Regions from separate parts of the Mus musculus genome. Here all the other regions are linked to region 3. A link is a contact called in public HiChIP or PLAC-seq data. All regions are on one chromosome and are shown on one strand. The core of a region is the stretch at or near the end of the contact, and the rest is flanking DNA. Distances in the headings are between cores, read along the strand shown.

Region 1 (2,700 bases), core at 78-2,577, 450 kb before region 3:
TCAGTGTGCCTCCCGTACCGCAGCCTTTGAGAAGCAATGCTTAACAGACTGGAGTACTTCTGACACTCCTAAGATAAATTCCTGAATCTACAACAGAGGCGCTTACAAGGTGCTGTCTCCAGGGTCCCTCGGGGAAATGCTTTGAGGAGAAAGTAATGTCAGTCAGTGCGCACCCCTCCCTCCACACACCCACCTTTCCCTTTGATCTTAGCATGTTTACCTGTGGCTTACTGGTACCAAGACAAACTAGGTATGGAACATTGGGCTTTGAAATAGGTCTGGTTCTCCAATAGGCGTTCTTTGAAGTCAGATCCATTATGTATTGTTTATTGCCTTTCCAAGCGTGCCCACATGTATTTCTAAGACCAGGGCTCATCTTTACTTATTCAAAAGAACTCCAGTTTGTTGCCATATTGGCCATCCTTTGATTTTTTTTTCTTTTTTAAGAAGAGTGAAATAGTACCTCTGGAGTCCATTTTGTCCACTTACAAAGTATTTTAACAATATACGTTAGGGGCAATTTTACATCTCTCTGTACCATTACTATCTTCCCAAGCACAATTATATGTCAAGTGAACAACTCAGAACTCCTTATGCCCTGTAATAAATCATCAATGTAATGGGTAAAAAGAATTTGTCATTGTTCGCTGTATATACAGAGTTATGTGGCATCTAACCTCAAATTTCTTTTAGATCACATATAAATACATAATAAAATAATAATGCTCATTAGTCAACACCAAATATAAGTTCCAGATGTTTGAACATCAAAGTATTTATAGGCCTATAGAAACTGCCTTGAAACAGGAACTGCTCCTCCGGAGTGGGACAGCAAGACAGGGCTATGAAACCTTCTTGAGTCCTCAGAAACAAAAGCTATTCTTGTTTATGCATAAATTATGAATGACTTTATTTTTTAAGGCTGAGTCATTGGCCAGTACATGTGTCTACAAATCCGGTTTCACAGGCGAATGGGAACTGACCAGACTAACAAGAATTCTACAACAAATCACTTTTTCCCCATTTTGTCTGGGGGTTCTGCCACTGCTCTTGTTAAGGCACAGTGGAGTTGGCGTCTTTGGCTACTTGCCTTGCCACAGACCCATACCACTTAGTTGCCAAGTAAGGGCTGGCTGCTCAGAACACAATGGCAGGGCAATAGGCTGTGGAAGAAGGGTCTCCACAGCTCCCTCAAGTGGTGGGACTGAATGCTGGCAGTAGGGTCTCTGGAAGGAAGCCACCCCACCCCCACCTCAAGCTGATGCCAATTCCAGAATTGCTCCCCTTCCCAGCCCTCAACTTAGTGGCCTTATGTTCACAGTGAGGGTAGGAGAAAGCCCTGGAGGCTCTGAGAGTGACTGTACCACTTAGTCACTGACTGATCTTTAGCAAATAAGCTGACTTTCCTCTTAAAATTTCTCATTCATAGAATGAAGAGTCATACAGAATCACCTTTCAGGTCCTGTCCATCATCGATGAGCTATGATCTGATTTTGATTCAACTACACAGGAAGAATGAAATGTATTTTAAGTTTATCAATACCACACACGCACCCCCCCCCCAGCCGATGTTCAATACGGCTAATGAGTGGTTTCGTTAATCATGACTCAAGAGAGAATTTCACCAGCAACACAAACCTCCCCAAACGAGTAGCTAGCTATCCTTTGCTGCAGCAAGGAACAAACTTGGAGATGTTAGGTATTTTCTGGGGGATTTGATATGAAAACGCCATATCCATATAGCTTGTTGGCAACATGAAAAACACGTCTCTGTTGTTCTTTTCTGCCTCAAGTCTCCCTCACACAGGAAGGAGAGAAAGGAGGATGCTTCACACTAACAGTGATTCAAACTCTCCAGCGACTGAGTCTGTGAATGTCAAGAATTCAAGCATGACTTAGTCACCCTCATTTTCTACCCTAAATGCTTTCTGTTGATCTCTATAACCACAGAGGAAGTATCCTCTGGAGAGAAGTGTTTGTTTCTTAAAACATCACAGAGGCAAATTAATATTTGAATCTGAGTTCCATGGAGCTTTTTTGGGGGGAAGCCATTTTTGGGTGGAGACAATCAAACTTCTTTTTATCCTCTGCTCAGAGGGAATCTATTTATATTAGCACACTTGTCCGTGCTAAGAATCTTGAGATGCTGGGGAGATGGCTCAGTGGGAAAGAACACTTTCATGCAAGTGTGAGGACCTGAAGATGAATCTTCAGTAACCCTGGGAAAGAGCCAGGCGTGGCTATGTGTGTCTATTAATTGGAATCCTGGGGAACAGAGGCAAGCAGGTCCCAGGAACTTGCTGGCCCATCAGGCTAGCTAAAAAGACAGACTTCCAGTTCACTGAGAGACACTGTCTCAGGGCACTCAGGCCGTGAGTGACAGAGAAAGGCTCAATGTCTTCCTCTAGCTTCCACATGTGTGCACACAGTCCCAAGCACATCTGTATACTCATTGTGTAGACATTACATACAGCTTCCTCCCCCCCCAGAAGTCTTGACTTCCCTCTGATAAACTTTGACAAATATAAAAGATCAATAGCAGTCACATATTAGTTTTCATTAAGAAACGACTGCAAGCGTCTACCATCAACATGGGATAATGGCAGTGTGGACTAGAGATGATTTACACCTTAAAGCCTGATATTGCACAATTAACAATAAGCTCATTATTACTTGATGCATTTGCTCAAACAGAAACCA
Region 2 (2,700 bases), core at 73-2,572, 330 kb after region 3:
TCCAAGAAGGCGTGACGGTGGGAGCTTGAGCCAGCCGCTCATGTTACATCCACAGTCGGGAATCAGAGAGGAATGAGTGCTAGCTTTCTCCATTTTTATACAGTCCAGAGAATGGTGTCACCCAGTTAGGATGGGTCTTCCTACACTAATTAACCTAATTGAGAAAACCCCTCACAGACATGCCCACAGGCTTGTTTCTCTGGTGTTCTAGGTCCTTCCAAGTTGACCATATTAATCTACCATGCTATCGGTCCCCAGAATACAAACATTCTGTATTTGTAAATTCTCCTCCTCCTCAAACTTCATTTTAAACTCCAGTCAAAGCTTGAGATGTGGTTTTTTTTTTCTTCTTTTCATTATGTTTGTTTATATTTTAGTTATTTATTTGGAAGGAAAGAGTACTTAAGTGTCACAGCACACATGGGGTGGTGTCTCTCTTTCCACCATGTGAGTCCCTAGGATTGAACTCAGGTCATCCGGCTTAGCGGCAAGCACCTTTACCCACATAGCCAGCTCATTGATCCTGTCTTAGTTTTGTTGATACAGGGTCTCATTCTTGTCCAGGCTGACTTAGAACTCCCTACATAGTTTAAGCTGCCTGCAGCTCAAGGCAATCCTACCCAGGCACACTCCTCACAGGCGTGAGCCACCACACCCAGTGCTTTCTGGGCCACTCGGGATGTGGGACACTTCAGTTCAACCTGCATATTCCCACCTGAAGAGTTCCTCTGTGCTCCTGCTGTCTCAGCACTGAGAGAGTAGGACAGAGGATGGCCAGTTCAAGGCCAGGCAGAGACACATGGCAAGACTGTCTCAACGAAAAGCAAAAGCAAATAAAACAAAAACAGTAACGCTTACAGAACACAGCCAGGTACAGAGTGATGTGGGGAGGGAGATATGAGCAGGGACTCAGAGGAACTTGACCACATTTCCTCTGGAAGGCACAGGTGAGCATTCCTAACTTGTGTCAGCTTTTTGGGACAGTCACTCTAGAGGACTAAAAGTAATTTTGGATGAATTGTAAATTATAACTCTTCTGAAACATCCCTATTTCTTTTCTTTTCTTTCTTTCTTTCTTTCTTTCTTTCTTTCTTTCTTTCTCCTTCCTTCCTTCCTTCCTTTCTCTCTTTCTTTCTTTCTTCCTTTCTTCCTTTCTTCCTTTCTTCCTTTCTTCCTTCCTTCCTTTCTTTCTTTCCCTGCCTTGTAAACCCTCAGCTGGGAACACTCCTGGGTTACATACAAATTTTTTTTGTGTCTGTCAATGACCATAGAGGTCCCATAAGGAGCTGAATGTGTGGTGACTCACACCTGGACTCCTAGCTTAAAAGGCAAGGGCAGGGGGATCACCTCAAGATTGAGGGAAGCCTGGGCTAGGTATCCCATGTAGTTAAGGGTGACCTTAAATTCCTGATCCTCTTGTGAATGCCTTGGAAGTGCTGGGGTTGCTGACCTGTGCCACCACTTCCTGTTTACCCACTGCTGGGCACTGAACCCAAGGATTCATACATCCTAGGCAGACAACTGAGCTAACCCCCAGCCTCAAGCCCCACACCGGCTTGCACTTTTTCATTTTGCATAGACAGCTGCTGCCTAGCAACACTGTCCTGCCGGGCACAGCAGAAAAGCCAGTCATCGTCAGCTGTCCTTAATGGGAAAACACCTTGATTGGTTTATAGTGCTCAGGGAAGGGCAAAGCTGCCAGGGAGAGAGAAGTTAAATACTAACTGGGGAGAAAACTGCCAATGGCCAGTTACTTCAGAGAAAAAGCTAGGTGGTGAGGAGGAGGATGACTAGGAAGAGGGAGAGAGGGAGGGAGGAAGGAAGAGAGAGAGGGAGGGAGGAAGGAAGGAAAGAAGGAACGAACGAACGAACGAACAAACGAACGGTGAGCCAACCTCTTCCTTGACTGCTCTGCTGGTACATGGGATCCAGTACAGAAAATCCCCCAAATAAAAAAATAAACGCAGTACACATCTGTCTCAGCTACCCGGCATAAAATAACCAAGGAGACCTCTGGCCTTCTATCCTGAGTCACCCGCCTGGCGCCTCTCATGCCTCTTGGAAAGTCAGGGGTTATGGGGTCAAATGGGCATAGATTAAAAGACTACTCATCTCTTTCTCTTTCTCCCGGGCTCTCCATCGGCAAGCTGAGGGCTGATAACAGTTTTTGAAGATCTGGGAAGGACTGAGAGAAAGCTAGTACCCACTGCCATTCTTGATCCACGTGGGTCATTCAAGGTTGGACCACGTTGCTGCTTTACCCCACCCCCCCATCCCCCCCACCCCGCTTCCAGCAGCACATTCACTTGTAAGTATGGTCTCTCTATCAACCCCTCACCCTAGAGAAAAAAGGCTCAAGTGCTCACAGTCCCCCAAGTTTGATTGTATACCCACTACTACTTTGGGGTACAGCCCTGCCCTGCCCTGATGATGCTGTCTTCCCATCTTACATAATAAAGTTTTATACAACCCTAAGGCTCCAAACAGTGATAGGAGAGTGTGGAAAGCAGGGCGGGTGCTGTTCATCCCTAGTTACACTCCAGTGGGAGCAAGATGCTGCTTGGGGAAAGTGCTTCTCCTGCTTAATAAAATTCAGACTGGTGCCAACCTGGTGAGACAGGGAGACATGGGATGGGAGGGAGGTGTGAAACTGGAGCCTTGGGTAGGTGTCCTGGCACATGTTGTTTTAAGAACAAAAAT
Region 3 (2,700 bases), core at 161-2,660:
ATGATGCGGGACAGGATTTGGCTCCGAGTTTTTAGGGTCTCAGTCAGTGTGCAGATAAAATGGCCCCTGAAGGATGAATACAGACTCTGTTGGTGATGCTCTGAGCGTGCTGGGCTGATTTTTACAAAACAGATGTCTCAAGGAGACTGAAAGCCTTTTCTAAGCCGCAAGAGAGTCTTGTTACACAGAAGTATTCAGCCTACGGATGAGCAAGCTGCCTTTCTGGACCCATGGCCACGCGCTGGTTGCCCTGGGAGGCTGGAACAAGTCTCTCATATTAAAACACACCATCTGCCTACAGTGCTCCAAGGAGACTCTAAGAAATAGTTACTAGTTCTCTTTTTCTTGGAGAATTTTTTTTTATGTTGGGGGCCCCTTACTCTCTGGAAACATTATCTCTCATGTCAAAAGTCCATACTAGTTGTTCCCCACTGCACACACTCCACAGTCATCGCCCCTCACCCTGGACTTTTTCTCTCCATCATCCACAGCCCAAAGATTCTTTTAAAAATTAACAAAAACAGAAGGGAAAAAAATGCCACAAGACCAAGATTACTAGCAGATGTTCCGGCGATGCTGGAGAGTGGAAAAGGCACTGGAGACTGGAATTCCCTCCTCAGCCCCTTTGGAAAGCAGCACAGAGCTAGTGATGGTCTCGAGGACACACCTCAATGCACTTCCTCACGGTTTCATTCTTTCAAGAAATATCCTCTGAATAAGAAAAGATGCCAAGCCTGCAGCTGAGCTCCTCCGCCACAAAGGGAATAAGAAACATTTACTGAGAGCTTGTTATGTGCAAGACACTACTCTAAACCTCCCAGGTTAGAGTGTACTAACCCAGTTTCCATAACAACTCATGTTTATCCTCAAATGGGAAAACAGTGACAGGGAGTGATGATAAAATTGTTGGTCCAAACAGCAATATGAACTAACCAGTACCCCCAGAGCTCGTGTCTCTAGCTGCATATGTAGCAGAGGATGGCCTAGTTGGCCATCATTGGGAAGAGAGGCCCCTCAGTCTAGCAAACCTTATATGCCCGAGTACAGGAGAATGCCAGGGCCAAAAAGCGGGAGTGGATGAGTAGGGGAACATGGCAGGGGGGAGGATATAGGGGGAGGATAGAATTTGAAATTTGAAATGTATATAAAGAAAATATCCAATTAAAAAAATGTGAAAAAAATTGATGGTCCAAAATCACACAGGTGGGAGAAAGAGAGTTCAGAACTGGAGCCTCAGTAGTCGGATTCTTTAGCCTAAGCCACAAGTCAACAAGCTTTTCCTGTAAAGGGCAAGATAAGAAATGATTTAGACTTCATGAGCCAAATGGTCTCCTGCTATTACTCACTTCAGCTACAATAGCTCAGAAGCAGTGCTGGGTAATGCATACATAAGCAGGCGTGGCTGGGTTCTGATATGACTATATGCATGGATGCTGACATCTGAATTGCATAGCATTTTTATGTGTCATGAAGTAGTCCTGATCGGTTGAGTAATTTTTCCTAGTCGTTTAAAAATATAAAACTCTTAACAACATCATGAATTAAACAAAATAAGAGGTAAGCTAGATATATTTTCAGTCTCTAAGACTGATCCCTGGCCCAGGTTATATTAGGAAATAACACAGTGTTATTTTCCTTGTGGGTCCTGTAACCTGGCTGGGGGGTGTAAGCTGAGAGCTTTACATTTGTGCACTTGATGCTTGTTTGGCCTGCATCACTCCACCTATAGCCTCCCCTGTCCCTGGTTCAATCCTTCTTGTCTGAAGGGGTTCACAGTGACCTCTTTCCTCTAAGGCATCTTTTCTTGATGCTTGTTGCTCTCTTCCCAGTGATAACGTTTCTTCCCAGCACTCTCTCCTCTATGTTAATGGCCTTACAGCTACCTAATGCTATGTCTGCATAGAGAAGTAAGATCTCATATATTTGTCCTTTCCAGGATCCTAATCAGACTCGACATGGACAGGACATACACAGGTTAATGGAATTATTTTAAGGATGGAGAATTATTGCCCAGGTGAAGGCAAAATGAACATATAAACTGAGTTGTATAAAAGAGTACTCAGGGCCAGTAAGATGGAGGAGAGCTGGTATGGTATCCTGGGGGTACAGCAAGCACGGTCAGTCAAGAAGCAGGATAAGCAGGGATGAGCAGGTATAGCAGCTCATGCCTATCATCCCTAGCACTTAAAAGACTGTGACAGGGAGATAGATAACCGTGAGTTCAAGGCTACAGAGTGAGTGGGATAGAGTGAGACCCAGGTAACACAGTCAAACACAAACCAAAAAGAAGAACAAAAGGAGGAGCAAGAAGAGGAGGAGGAGGAGGAAGAGGAGGAGGAGGAGGAGGAGAAGCAGGAGGGGCAGGAGGAGGAGGAGGAGGATAAAGTAGAGGAGAGGGAGGAGGAAAAGAACGAAGAAGAGGAACAGTGACTGCAGCAGCTAGCAGCAGCAGCCAGAATAATGAAAAGTACGGCATGACCAGTTATCAGTAGACCAGGAAAACTGTGCAAGTGATAAAAGGAGCAGCCTTGAAGTCAGTGCTTGCATTAGCACTGGATCCCCACTGGGCATATTTGCATGTTCTAAAATTTGGGGGATGCTGTTGACAATTTCAGATTTATTGTTTCTATGATCTGACTTTCTCCTAAAGGATAAAAACATTTCACCCCCAAAATGTGCAGCCTGGGTGTAATTAATATA
Region 4 (2,700 bases), core at 166-2,665, 270 kb after region 3:
TGGTGCAGGCAGAGCAGAGAGTGTTCTATATCTTCATCTGAAGGCTACAAGTGGAAGACTGACTTCCGGACAACAATGATGAGGGTCTTAAGCTCATGCCCACAGTGACACACCTACCCCAACAAAACCACACCTCCTAATAGGGCCACTCCCTGGGCCAAGCATATACAAACCATCCCAAGAGGCAACCAGACATTTAAGAGCAGAAGAATGCAGTGAGGTGCTGTAGTGTCTCTGTCCAGCTTTCCAGAACCAATTGCATACATCTCCCTAAGCATGCAGTGACTTTACCTTGCTAACTGAACATCAGCGGTGAGCACTGAAAGCACTGAGCCAACGATAGGGATAAAGGCTTTCTTGGAGATTGGATCATCTCACTTAGCTGATGATAATGTAGGATTCTATGCAAGCACTTGCTTTCATGTAGAAAACCCTCCTACCAGATCCTTAAGAACCCATTCTTCCAATGACAGGGGCCACTGAGGTCATTTACTTGGTAGAATGTTTGTCTAGCATGCCCAAAGCCCTGGGTAACATCCACAGCACTGCATGAAACTAGACATGGTGACACATCCCTGTAAACCCAGCACTGAGGAGGAGGGGAAAGGACATGTTACTAGCAAGTCTGAACCAGCCTTAAAAAAAAAAAAAAAAAAAAAAGTTACCAGCCCACTTTTGCTCGAAGGGTTTTGCAGAGGGTAGCATAAGGTAGATTTAGACTTTGTCCTCTCTATAGTCCTCTGGCCACACTGAGCTGATCAAGGCACCCTTGCCTTCCCTTTCCTCCAAGTCCTTTCCCTGGCTGCTCTGTTTGTCATCTCACCTACCCATCATAGAAGATGCTCTGGTTCCTGTGTGCCTCTATGAAGGCAGCAGGATGACCGTGGGCCATCCTCGCCATCGCTAAAGCCTTGATTTCCTAGGCTGCCAAGGAGGGAAATATGAGCTGCGTTGTCTACTGCACAGACTCGTGGGAAAGAAACAAGATGGTCCCAGGCCACACAGGAGAGGTGAGCACAACAAAGGCACGGACTGCTGAGCGTCAAGCTGGAAGCGGCTCTGAAAGCATGGAAACCAACCTTCTCAACTTACAGAAGGGAAAACCCAGGCGCGTATTCCTTGGCTCGGTGACCGAGGGCCGTGGAAAAACATGATCTCCTGGGCGTCCCAGAAGACCTCTCTCTTTTGCCCACCACGGACATGTGGGCACCACCAGGACAGACCTCCCAAGAATGAGAGGCTAGGACTAGAGTAGAAGCAATGACTGCCCACAACTTTCTCAGCTGTGGTTCAGTAGAGGAAGAGTGAATCTGAGAAAAAAGAGAGGGATGTGAGCTGTTGGGGCCGCTGCCACCGCTGCCGCCACCGCTGCTGCACAGAGGCCCTGCGGTGTTACCTTGTGTGGTCATGAGCACCAGCTGACTCACCCCACATCCCTGGCACTCCCAACCCCATCTGGAGAGAGGAAGGATGAGAGGTAGAGAGGGAGGCCCAGAGTAATGGAGCTATGCAGAACTGAAAGATCCGGTGGGAAAAAAAAGAGTTAGGACACAAGCTGAGCTCTTAAGGCAGCTGTGCTTGGGCTCCAGGGAAATGGTCATCAAGGACTTACTGTGCTCCTTGAAGGAGATAGAGAGGGTCAAGGCTGGGTTAAGTATCGCAGAGCAGATGGCATCAGTAAGAGTCCAGAACAAGGACAAGGGGCACTCTGCCCAAGTCCAGGAGAAAAAGTACAGAAGGCAGGGACTTGTGGCCCTCAGCTGTCTCCTAGAAACTCAGGGGGAGGATTCAGTTATGGTTTTAATCATTTTTTTCATTACCCAAGCAATGCATTCTCAATGCAAACAATGCAGACGTTACATAGAGCAGAAACCTCTCTTGGGAGCCACTCTCCCCAGAGACTCATTCTGATGTCCTCCTGCCTTCTCAGCCTCTGCGCATGAGTTTAAGCCTGTAGATGTTCATATGGGAAGTTATGCAGCTGTGTGCAGATGTGTGGCCATCTGTAAAGAGGATCAGCCATGCAAGCCATCCCAATTGACGTGTTCACACCCTCGTTCCACGGGACACCATACCTACAGAGCTTCGTGCATCCTTTGTAAACTGTCACCGTGCAGTTCCATAGCCAGGGAGAGTGATGGAGTTGCCTAACCACGCCCACACTGAAAGGGGTTGTTTTCCCCAGCCTTACATTTCCAAGTAGTATACCAACAAGAGTCTTTCCACGAGCTCGCTAACTAGGAATCAAATGAAAAATACAAGATGGGATTGCTGGTTCATGCCTACAGTCAAAGTGCTTGAGAGGCCGCGGAGTAGGAGGATTGCCGTGAGCAGAGCTATGTAGTGACACCCTGTCTCCGATAAATTACTACCCAATACATAAATATCCAAGAGAAAACATAATTTTAAAAAGAAAGCTATATTATATATAATATACACACATGTATATACGTATGTATGTATGTATGTATGTATGTATGTATGTATGTATGTATGTATGTGATGAGAGCAGCTTATCTGTAAAGTTATCTCCCCAAGAGGTAAGAATTTCCTAAGAAATGTGGGAATCTCAACCCAAAACATGTCCCTCGATCTAAAAACCCATCTGGCCTCAGATACTGCAGGCGTGTTGCCAAGAATTGTGATAGCCTATACCCAAGATGGGACCGAAATGTTCGATAAGTTGCTTCCATCTCCATG

The links. HiChIP or PLAC-seq counts read pairs in DNA pulled down with a chosen protein or histone mark.
Region 1: a contact with region 3 is called in a FOXA1 HiChIP or PLAC-seq map of pancreatic cancer cells. The contact joins two enhancer-like sites. A contact is called at or near these places in 2 of 15 datasets of contacts at CTCF or cohesin (both in the NIH/3T3 cell line), 1 of 484 Hi-C or Micro-C datasets (Sertoli cells) and 3 of 115 datasets of contacts at active chromatin or transcription factors (the NIH/3T3 cell line, embryonic stem cells and pancreatic cancer cells).
Region 2: a contact with region 3 is called in a FOXA1 HiChIP or PLAC-seq map of pancreatic cancer cells. The contact joins two enhancer-like sites. A contact is called at or near these places in 1 of 15 datasets of contacts at CTCF or cohesin (the NIH/3T3 cell line) and 1 of 115 datasets of contacts at active chromatin or transcription factors (pancreatic cancer cells).
Region 4: a contact with region 3 is called in an HNF4G HiChIP or PLAC-seq map of pancreatic cancer cells. The contact joins two enhancer-like sites. A contact is called at or near these places in 1 of 15 datasets of contacts at CTCF or cohesin (the NIH/3T3 cell line), 4 of 484 Hi-C or Micro-C datasets (the MC3T3-E1 cell line, cerebral cortex, cortical neurons and 1 more), 6 of 115 datasets of contacts at active chromatin or transcription factors (the NIH/3T3 cell line, astrocytes, cardiomyocytes and 3 more) and 1 of 9 other capture datasets (embryonic stem cells).

The regions. Positions count from the first base shown.
Region 1 is chr4:56,373,093-56,375,792 of GRCm38.p6, reverse strand. No RefSeq gene overlaps it. Among named protein-coding and RNA genes, the nearest start is that of Gm42291, 58 kb to the right of the region's middle. Within about 2 kb of position 1,327, at least 59 of the 459 cell types and tissues checked have an H3K27ac peak or open chromatin away from gene starts, as enhancers often do. A contact at or near this core is called in pancreatic cancer cells, where this site is marked.
Region 2 is chr4:55,592,208-55,594,907 of GRCm38.p6, reverse strand. All of the region lies in intron 1 of Gm12506 (a long non-coding RNA gene), which reads right to left. All of the region lies in intron 2 of Gm12511 (a long non-coding RNA gene), which reads right to left. Among named protein-coding and RNA genes, the nearest start is that of Gm12511, 22 kb to the right of the region's middle. Within about 2 kb of position 1,322, at least 25 of the 459 cell types and tissues checked have an H3K27ac peak or open chromatin away from gene starts, as enhancers often do. A contact at or near this core is called in pancreatic cancer cells, where this site is marked.
Region 3 is chr4:55,926,276-55,928,975 of GRCm38.p6, reverse strand. No RefSeq gene overlaps it. Among named protein-coding and RNA genes, the nearest start is that of Gm34482, 26 kb to the left of the region's middle. Within about 2 kb of position 1,410, at least 35 of the 459 cell types and tissues checked have an H3K27ac peak or open chromatin away from gene starts, as enhancers often do. A contact at or near this core is called in pancreatic cancer cells, where this site is marked.
Region 4 is chr4:55,657,841-55,660,540 of GRCm38.p6, reverse strand. No RefSeq gene overlaps it. Among named protein-coding and RNA genes, the nearest start is that of Gm12511, 87 kb to the right of the region's middle. Within about 2 kb of position 1,415, at least 19 of the 459 cell types and tissues checked have an H3K27ac peak or open chromatin away from gene starts, as enhancers often do. A contact at or near this core is called in pancreatic cancer cells, where this site is marked.